Regions from separate parts of the Mus musculus genome. Here all the other regions are linked to region 1. Evidence: chromatin contacts called from public promoter capture Hi-C data. All regions are on one chromosome and are shown on one strand. Each heading gives the region's core, a stretch centred on a gene start, on an enhancer-like site or on the middle of the called end of the contact. The rest is flanking DNA. Distances are from core to core; before and after follow the strand shown.

Region 1 (3,297 bases), core at 147-2,646:
CCACCCATCTTACTCAATGCTGTAGTCCCAGGGTCCAGCATTTAGTAGACACTCAATAAATATTTGCCCTATGAATGGCAAATGAGCGTGCTCACTTAATTTATAAAACCCTGGCTTCCATGGAGTCAGACAACTTCTCTGCCCCATCATTAATGGACAGTTATTGACATCTTTGGCTGTTCCTGGCACTGAAACATGGCCCAGTAAGGGCATTAGCTTCCCACAATCCACTCTCTGAGGACTGGGAGAAACAATGCCTGTGTCTATATTGTTTTGGGGTTTACAAAGCCTGTCTCCTGCATACTCTCACTAAGTTCCCTTCACAATAAAATAGTAAATACCATCAATTTCAACTGGAGAAGCCAAGGAACCACGCCCTTACCAAAGCTGACCGGAGAGGGTTGGTTGGGTAAAAACACAGACCCAGCTTTCCACTGCTGGATGACCACTGCTTCCATTCACCTCAGTGTCTCCCAGGAAAGGTACAACCGGATCCTCCACTATACCTCCGGGAAGTCAGAAAGGTCTGTGTTAGACACAGAACCAAACACACAGGCCTCCACAGCACGGGCTGCTATAGCAATGCTGGAATTTGCAGACAGGGCCTTTGTGGGGAAAGCAGAGATTGGAGATGCCCACGGCTTCCGTTAGCAGCAAGCCAAGAGCCTTTGTTTGCCTTTACCTCACCATCTGTCCCCAGACCTGCTAGTGCTGGTGAGTGAGATCAGGAGCCCCGCTGGCTGTTATGAATTTGGTCTTAGGTCTGCCCAAATGCACAGAAAAAAAACCCTCCTCAGAGGAATGATGACGCGGGAAACCAGGAACAGGCACTTAGGAACAGGCACTTTCCTTCCCTTCTGCATTTGAACCGGGTTACCTGGGGCCACGGAGGAACTTTTTCAGCCTAAAACTAACTGGTTGTTCAGAAAAACAAACAGTACATGATTAAACAAATCCAGGGGAGGGGGGCAAGAAACAGCAAAAACTATTTTCACAGACTTAACCAATCAATTCAGTATATACATGTATGAGAACATACACACTTAAGTGTACATGTGTGTACTTACAGATAATGTACATATCTAGGGTATAAAGTAGACTTGAATGCTATTGGTACCTCTTTTCCAGAGTGTGACTAGATCAGGGTCCAAAGCGCTTAGTAACGAACACCCAGCACTGGATCTATGTCACTGATAATTTCTCGGCCAAACTAATATTCACAGGCCAAAGCACAGCAGAGCATCTCTGCATGGCAGGGTCAAGGTGCCAGAAGCATCCTTAGCAGATGGCAGAGGCAGGTGTGTATGGGCGGCAAGAGAGGCTGATCCAGCATCATGATCATTACTGCATTTCCTAGCAACACCATGCTGGAGATGTTGTCTGAGTACCACACAGAAACTCAGGAGACAGCAAGCCCAGGCTTGTTCAAATCAAAACAAAGATTGAGGAGACCCAGCTGGTCCACGGAACACATGGAAAAACACAGCGTTGGTTCTGAATACGACAAGTTCCACACTCCCAAGAATTTGAGGGGAGAACTGCGGCATTCCACGTACAGGAGTATAAAAGGCCAGTATCGGACTTTTTCAGAAAGGCATTTGCCCAGAGAAAGGATCAGTGAAGAGCAGGGCCCTGCAGAGAGCACATCAGGGGTTCTGACGGTACACTAGCTGGAATCAGAACACGCCCACCACATCATCATTCAACCAACACAGGATGCATTGGATTTGAAACTCGGCTCAACTTGGTCCACCCACATTTAAAAGCCACATCTCATTGCTGGCCATTATTTTGAGCATGAGGTAGAAAGGCAAATATGCCCTGCTTCTCACCTCTCAAAGGAAAGGCATTGCCTTTTCTATGTGGTCACTGAGAGACCAGGTAAGCTAACATCAGTGAGACACACTGCACACGGTAAGAACTCAGTGCATGTCAGTTGTTACTCAACTGGTAATGACAGTGCCCAAAGGTCAGAGTCTAGATTCCCTTTTTTTTTTAAATTATGAGATATTCTCCCTCTGGAAAATACCAAGACCTTGGGATACATTCAATTCTGATCTACCCAGCCCATCTCACGTCATCCACCTTGTCGTTCATATTTAAAACACTCCGAATCCCATTCTTTAAAATGAGATTAAGGCATCTCTACAAAGCACGTCCCTTGGTAGCTCTTTCAACAAGCATCAGCTGGGAGTGAATGTCCTGCATTTGTTCTTTATGTAAAAAGTGTCTTTTCATCCTGACTCATAAAGGAGAGCCCAGCTGAGCTCAGAACTCAAGTTTGAAACTCGCTTGAACACTTTAATATATGTCCTGTTCTACGGCCCCTGCTATGCTGGGAAAGGGTTGTTGTCTGTGGGGAGAGAATCCACCTATTTTATTATGACCTCCTTTTAGTGTCCGAGTTGTTTTCCACACTGGTAGGTATACTGCTAATCATGCCCTCCATATTCAGTGCACTCTTACAATCTAGAAATTGGTACCTTTCCTAAATTTTGAAATACTTTTGGCACTGGCATTTACAGCAATGCCTTTACATCACTCCCAATACTGCGCAGGAGTCTTTGGAAAGAGGCAATGAATCTTCGCCTTCTTTCCTTAAACTCTCTCAGTTGCTTTCCCATAAGTGCACCATTTATCTCTTTGCTGTTTGTTCTGGGCAATTTCCTTGGATCTACCTTCTAATACACTGATTTCATCTTCTGCGATGTTTAACCCAGCCATTAAGTTATTTACTGAAACATGTTCAGTTCTAGAAACGGGGGGGGGGGGGGTTCCTTTTTAAAAATCTTCTCATTTTTGGTTTTTTGTTTGTTTCTCACGTCTACTAAACGTGCTCTCAGATAATGTCACACATGTACATGTGTATACCAACCACTCTGCTCCCCGCCTTCCTCCAGCTCCCTGCTACCCCTACCTACTTGTCCCCTTCCCCACAGACCTCTTTGTTCTGTTCTTCGATCCACTGAGTTTGGCTATGTGGTGCCTCTTATAAGAACAACAGTTTTATCCTAAGAGCCTAAGCCACCCATCGGCTCTTTCTCCAATTTCCCTTTTTAGTCACCCTGAGACTCCAGCCCACTAGTCCCTGTTCAAGGCAGGTCCTCCCTTAAGTACATTTCTCCTAGGTGATTCGAAATCCAGTCAAGTTGACAGTGAAGACAAACCTAAATCTAAGGCCTCCTCCGATACAAACCTAATAACCTGCCCAAGGCCTCATCGCCAAATGCAGACTAGGGTTCCTGCACAGGAATTCGAAGAGACGTAAGCCAGCCCACAGTAATATGCATACACTGA
Region 2 (3,290 bases), core at 511-3,010, 130 kb before region 1:
GAGTCAACATGCCTTGAGGCCTCTTGGATATTAGAAATTAAAGTAGAATGGCCAGTCTCCCAACAGCCCAAAGGCCTATGGTATTATCACAGTGCTCACTTCACCAATGGAGAAACCAAGACGTAGGGTTGCTGTCACTTGTTCAAGTTCCAGAGACTTGGTTAAACGTCAGAGCCACAATTGTACCTTGGTTGTAAAGGAGGATACAGCCAAGGGTGTGGTTCACTTTGCTTCCTGTGTCTAATCAAACTCTGCTCTCTTCCAGAGGTTATTCCCACTAAGCCTTTGGGAGCATCTCTGTACTGCTCTGAGGTTAGCTGGACTACCTCATCTTCAGAGAAGAGGAAAGTCCACTTCTGTCCCCTAATGGAAATCATGACCTTGCATGTGTCATTTCTTATTTGGCTTGGGCGTCACTTGGCAGCATGTAGCATCTGTTGGCTCCTGGGACACTCTGGGCTAACCATCTATGTCACTTGTGAGCCGCTCACCTGAGAAACTGATGTCGTGGATGGGAATGGTGCGGCGCCTGCCTTCACCATGAACAGAGGTGTTCCCTTGGGCCACTGGTCCTCCCCAAGGAAATTTCTCCTTGAAAGGCTACACAGGATTCCCGGCATTATGGTGCTGGCTCTTTATGTATCCATCCCTCTCCTTAATTAGTGAGGAGCTGAGCATGGGACAGAGTCCTCCTTGAATGTATTGCAAAGAAGCATTCAGAAGCCAGAAAGGGAACATCACGGGGTTGTGTAATGTAAACAGAGCCTAAAGGAAGTGTCTGTCTGTTGCAGCAGACCTTTGACTAGAGCCTTCTTAGGTCATATGAGATGGTGATGCTTCTCATGAAAAAATACACACATCACACACACACACACACACACACACACACACACACACCACGGTGGGGGGGGGGGGGGGAGACAGAGACAGACAGAGAAGGAAATGAATAGCTTTCCTTGAGAATGGGAAAGGTTATCTCTGAGGTGGCAGAGCCCTCCTTTGATTCAACGTGTCAGTAATTGCTTATCTAGCATCTCATGACACCTGCCTTGTAGCGTGTCCCTGCCTCCAGACACTCACTATCTGGCTAGAAATGTAAGACCATCACATCAGATAACCATAGCTTTAGTTCCTATAAGCAAATCTATGGCCTATTACTAGTTACCCATAGCTGTGTACAAGTAATCCTTACTGTCCAAGGGCCTACAAAGCACTAAAAGCTAATCCAAAACAAGAGGCCTCTGTCCATACTATTCTAAAACAAAACAGGAAACCTTCCAGACAAAATACCCAAACGCCAGGGTTAGCCCTACCACTTACAAGCTATGTGACCTTGTCAAGTCAGTTCACCTCCTCTATCTAAAATAAACAACAGCAGTGCTTCTCGGTCCTACTACATAGAAACCTTTCATGCTGGCATAAAACCATTCTGCAAGCCAGGCAAGTGGCTTGGGCAGGCCATTTATTGCTCTCATTTACAGACGAGGAAACTGAGGCTTGCAGCAGAACCAGGCATAGGGTCTGTGGCCTCATAGCCTGTGACCCAGGTCTTATCCATACTGTGTCTCCAGTCACGAGGACAAACAGGAAGAGCCACTGGAAGTCTGGAAGTCGCAAAGTAGAGCTCACCATAGGAGGCCAGCGGGCCACTGTGATCTGTAGCCCAGGCAGCAACACTCCAACAGCAGAGCCGCCCCACATCCCCACTCATTCATCTTCTCCAGTCACGGGGCCGCTCAGAACTCGAGCAGATGCTGTGGAGCCTGTCCTGCCTCTGACCTACTTTCCTAGGCTGTCCATGTTTGATGATGGATCACGTATATCTATCCCCTTCACATGCGCGCTCTCTGCTGTTCACCTGTTCTCTGGAGTCAGCGTGTGGGTGGCGGGTAAGGGCGAGAAGCAGGGCAAAAAACAACAACAAACAAACAACTGACATGGAATAACGGGAAGATGTGGACCCGGTGGCAGCCTTAACCTTAGCTCTTTCCTAAGACTTTGAGCAAGTCTGCTTTACTGCTAGCCTCTGTTCCTTCATATTTAAAAATGGGAGTAATGAATTATTCTGAGGGTGAAACAGCACAATGAGTAAGAACATGGAGCCTGTTTGCCCACCCTGAGGCCCAGGGAGCCCGTGGCAAACGCTGTCTTCACTCTGCACCTCTGCTCCTTCCCATGTGAGGAGGCAATCTTCGAGAACAAATCAAGTCAGAAACAAAGCTGCCGGGAGCCTTTGAGAACAATGCCACCCTCCCCGCTGACATTGCGTCCCACTGTTCTAAGGGACACAGCACAGGCTGACCATGCACACTCTACCTCCCTTTAGAGCATTGTTTCAGAAACACTGGAGGTGTTCCGAGGACTGAGACACATATCCACAACACACCATTAAAACGCAACCGTGTTCATCAGGAGGAACTCCATATTGATCAAAACATGGGAAGATGGCGGGCTGGGAAAGTGAGAAACTGAAGCGCCTGAGTGGTATTGGCAAAGGGCAAAGCAGAAAAGAGGACAAACTGGGTGGAGAGGAGCAAGTGGGCGGCCAAACATGCAAGGCCCACTGCACCATGGTACGGAGCAGGAAAGGGTAAAGAAGTTACCGTGTGCTTTGGCCAATATCTATCACATCAGCCATTTAGCGAGTCTGGTGTGAGGCACCTGGTGGACAGTGGGCCCAGCTTGGATGCTGTTCACAGAGCTTTAAAGAAAGCATTGCTTTGTACAGCAGCTGTTCTTGCTGTGTGGGACTTGCCATCGCGATCTAGGCTGTCCATGGCACTTCCAAAACAGGTCTGTCACTAATTCTGAGCCACGTGGATGGCTTTGGTTTAGCTTCTGCCTACCCCAGGAAAGTGACAAGCACTTTTCTACACCCAAGGGCTTCATTAGAAGATAGAACCAGCGATCCTGTCCTATTCTCCCCTCTGCAGGAGTGCTCAGGTTGCTGAGTTTTTTAAGCCACTTTATTCTAATCAACTCACAAACAAAAACATCACACAGCTGGCTGAAGGCAGCCTGCCCCAAATTTCAGGCATCTCAGTGCGTTTTTATACAGTTAGAATGGCTATTATGATGTCATGGAACTTTGCTCAGGATTTTATGCTTTTTAAATTACATTTTTATTCACTTATCTAACACACATTCACACACACACACACACACACACACACACACCACATTGTGACCAATATTTTTAAAAAATAGCCGTACAGCATCTTGAGTCACTCATGTCCTTTTGTCTATATCTGACCCTTCCCCATCACTTAGTAGTACTCTCTTTTTTCATT
Region 3 (3,394 bases), core at 330-2,829, 180 kb before region 1:
TCTGGCTACCAGGAACTTCACAAGGTGGGGGAAAAGGATACACAGGCCCTAGAGTTGGTTCCCCACCCAGGCACCAGTCATTCTTTACCTTAATATCAAGAAAATGATTATGATTTCAGTTACCAAACAAACAACAAAAATAATAACAACAACAAAAACACACCTTAATCCCTGTGTCACACCCAAGAATCCACCTTGAAGGCAAGTGTCCCATCCCAGGGTCTCAGGAACTACCCCTGGTTCATTATCAGAACAGGTGCATCAGCATGGTGGATAACTTGCAAGACTGAACTTTGCACACACGGGTGAAGGGTAAGGCCATCAACCCAGAAGAACATATTGGATTGATTCTTTTAAAATATGTATTTATAAGTATATATGTGTGCCATGTGTGTGTGGGTCCTCACAGAGTCTAGGAAAGGGTTTCAGATCCCTTGGAGCTAGAGTCCCAGGCAATTATGAGCTATCCAATATTAGGTCCTAGGAACCAAACTCAGGTCCTCTAGAAGAGTGTAAGCACTTTTATCACCAAGCTATTTTCTAATCCTTCAAATGAATTTCTTAATAGCATCCTATAAATAAGTTAGCTTTGTCTGCTAAGGGGAAAATAAGTCCTACATTGGGATTGATCTGGCCAATGTAGGGGTCCTCTGTGAGTTCAGCCCTCACTTGCGGTGAGGCACAGAGGTACCACTCACTTGATCATTTCAGGACATATATAGACCTGTTCTTTTCTTTTGCGAGAGAGCCAGCTCCTATAACTTAGCATATTCTATCCACCCCTGGCATAGGGCCTCTGTGTGAACTGTTTCCTATCCAGGGAACCCTGCCTCTGGATCTTTATAGATCTGGTTCCTCAACTCTATTCATGTCTCAGATGAAATGTCACTTTGCCAAGGAGCCCTTGACTCTAATTCCACATTATTTCTCTTTCCTCATAGCACATAATGCTACCTCAAATTTTCCTATTTGATTACTAATCTATTACAATTCTTCCACCTACTCCCCCTCCCCCACAACATTCCGTGTGAACCCTGCTCTCTTCTCAGAACATACAAGTGTTCACATGGGACCCACAGTTGGTGATCATCAGTTATCGCATTGTCGGGACTGGTTAACTGGTTAACCCAGGTCAGTGTACCGCTGGCCATTAATGCCTTTCACCAACCCCTCAGTTTTATAAGAAGTTCCAACTCTCCACTGTACAGATGATAAGTTGGTCCTGCCTAATGCAACTTTCTAGGAAGGGCTGCAAAACTAATACTGCCTTAGCTGAAGGCAGACAGCAGAGACCACCCATAGCTGATGAACATGTGGGTCCAAGATTTACATAGTGTCTCTTCCTTCCATAGTACCTGTGTTAGGCAGAGAGAGACTCTTAAATGGACAGAGAGGATCCAAGAGGCTGTAGCTGTTGCTAGATAGGGAGACTGTCATAGCTGCAGGTGTCACTTACAGTCCCAGCAGAATCTGAGTGGCTGGTCGCCCTGCAGCTAAAGAAAGAGGACAGAACCCCTCCTTCATCCTAGTATCATAGCAACTGTAAATAGTGCTCATTGGCTATCACCCCAGCCATCCATGACCTTAAACCACCTGCTGCCACAGCGTTCCTGCCCTTGAAGCCCTTAATAAGGTGAGGGCTACAGGGGAGCTGGCAGGGCAGGCTCTCATGCTTTGTAAGAGCAGGAAGCAGGCAGGGGAAAGATGCGCTCTGGTTTCTAGGCGCACCAGTGCCTGCCTCCTGCTGACCCCAGAAGCCTTGGCCCGTGCTCCTGACTGTGGCTGCCCCTGAACTGCTGGTAGCTGCAGTGCTTTGCTTGAATCCTAGGTGGAGGGTGACTGAGGAACAAGAACTGGTAAGCCTCAGAGAATGCAATCGTGACACCTTTTCTGAGAAAGAACATGGTCTTGGAGTGAAGAAGTCTACAGAGATGAGACATCATCATCTTCCTATATAGCCTCACAATATCCATTAATCCACTGGCAAGGTAAACGGGAAGCTCTGGGCACAAGGGTGATTAGTCATAGGCTCGCCCTGCTAATTATGATAATTGTTATTTAATGATTTGTGTGCCTTTCTCAGCCTGCAAGCCATACATAGATGCTTGACAGATGAAGAGTTAAGATTTGGGTTGCTACTTTAGCTTTTCTTTTTCACTAAAACATAATCCATATATATGCATACACACACACACACACACATATATATATGTGTGTACATATATATGCATATATTAATTCAACAAACAAGTGGGGGGCAAAGCAAGCCTACATTAGCATCAGATGCAGCAGAACTGATCTCTAGCATTAAACCACTGGAGAGTTTGGAACCCAGCACCCAAAGATCAGTAACAAAGTGACTTGTCCTCTGGCAAGGGACATCCTGCGGCCTGAATAGGGGGCCAGGTAGAAGTAGAATTGGAGAGGTCCCCTGAAAAGGAAAATGAAAGCCATGGGAATAAAGAGGCCAGCTTCCAGCAAAACCCATAGGTCCAGGGACTTGCTCACCACAGGAGGAGGAGCTGGGGTCAAGACCAGAATAATTCATGAGAGTTCCCTCAGCTTTTGGGAGGAAGTAACTTGTACCTCCTGGGAAATGCTCGAGGGGTCCCTCCTCTTAGGCACTCTGACCGTGTTTCTTCTCAGGGCCTGCATGGCCTGCCTCACCCCAACACAGTCCCTATGATCTAACACTTGTAGACACCCCCCAATCAAATTAAAATGCACGGGGGTCTGGAGAGATGGCTCAGCAGTCAAGAGTTTGATACCCAGGACCCTCATCTGGTGGCTCACAACTGTTTAGCTCCAGGTTATTCAACCTCGTCCTCTGGCCTCTGTGGGCGCCGACATATAGGTGGCAATCCTTCACATAAGCACGTAAGAAAATCAAAAATCAAATCAAATGCAGAGAGGGAGCAAATCAAAGAGTGAAAAGAATGTCTGAGAAGTGGTCTACTTAGAGGGGGCAGAACAGCAGCTGTGCCCTACTGATCACCTGGTAGTGCACCTGCACAGATCTGAGGAGCCGGCCAGTCAGTGTCCCTGAGCCTTGCCATGCTTTGAGTCCCCTCAGACTGGAGCACAGGTCAGGCACACATTATTGGGGCAAACCAGAGTTAAGCGGTTCCGGAAGCCAGGGTGTTGAGTAGGGATGCTTTCTGAGCTGTCTTCTGAGCTATGCCGGCTTTCCTAGAAGTGTGAGTTCTATTCAGTGCCCTTCTTGCTCCGTAGCATGTAAAGAGCTCTGCCATCTGTCTTAGCCAGTTCCCATGCTCTTGTTCTAGTGACTTCCATGGTGTGATCTTAGCTGCCATTGGGCCTAACAAAAAAGCCACCTCCCCAGGTCATGTCTTCAATACCCTGCTGTCACAAAAGGCACTTGATTCTGACTTAC

What was found. Capture Hi-C pulls out chosen DNA fragments and counts their contacts.
Region 2: a contact with region 1 is called in a promoter capture Hi-C map of pancreatic islet. The contact joins two enhancer-like sites. A contact is called at or near these places in 1 of 484 Hi-C or Micro-C datasets (nephron progenitors), 1 of 115 datasets of contacts at active chromatin or transcription factors (astrocytes) and 1 of 9 other capture datasets (pancreatic islet).
Region 3: a contact with region 1 is called in a promoter capture Hi-C map of pancreatic islet. The contact joins two enhancer-like sites. A contact is called at or near these places in 1 of 484 Hi-C or Micro-C datasets (nephron progenitors) and 1 of 9 other capture datasets (pancreatic islet).

The regions. Positions count from the first base shown.
Region 1 is chr6:119,078,430-119,081,726 of GRCm38.p6, forward strand. All of the region lies in intron 1 of Cacna1c (calcium channel, voltage-dependent, L type, alpha 1C subunit), which reads right to left. Among named protein-coding and RNA genes, the nearest start is that of Cacna1c, 28 kb to the right of the region's middle. Within about 2 kb of position 1,397, at least 20 of the 459 cell types and tissues checked have an H3K27ac peak or open chromatin away from gene starts, as enhancers often do. A contact at or near this core is called in pancreatic islet, where this site is marked.
Region 2 is chr6:118,948,686-118,951,975 of GRCm38.p6, forward strand. All of the region lies in intron 3 of Cacna1c (calcium channel, voltage-dependent, L type, alpha 1C subunit), which reads right to left. Among named protein-coding and RNA genes, the nearest start is that of Gm50599, 64 kb to the right of the region's middle. Within about 2 kb of position 1,761, at least 14 of the 459 cell types and tissues checked have an H3K27ac peak or open chromatin away from gene starts, as enhancers often do. A contact at or near this core is called in pancreatic islet, where this site is marked.
Region 3 is chr6:118,895,697-118,899,090 of GRCm38.p6, forward strand. All of the region lies in intron 3 of Cacna1c (calcium channel, voltage-dependent, L type, alpha 1C subunit), which reads right to left. Among named protein-coding and RNA genes, the nearest start is that of 4931430N09Rik, 17 kb to the left of the region's middle. Within about 2 kb of position 1,580, at least 6 of the 459 cell types and tissues checked have an H3K27ac peak or open chromatin away from gene starts, as enhancers often do. A contact at or near this core is called in pancreatic islet, where this site is marked.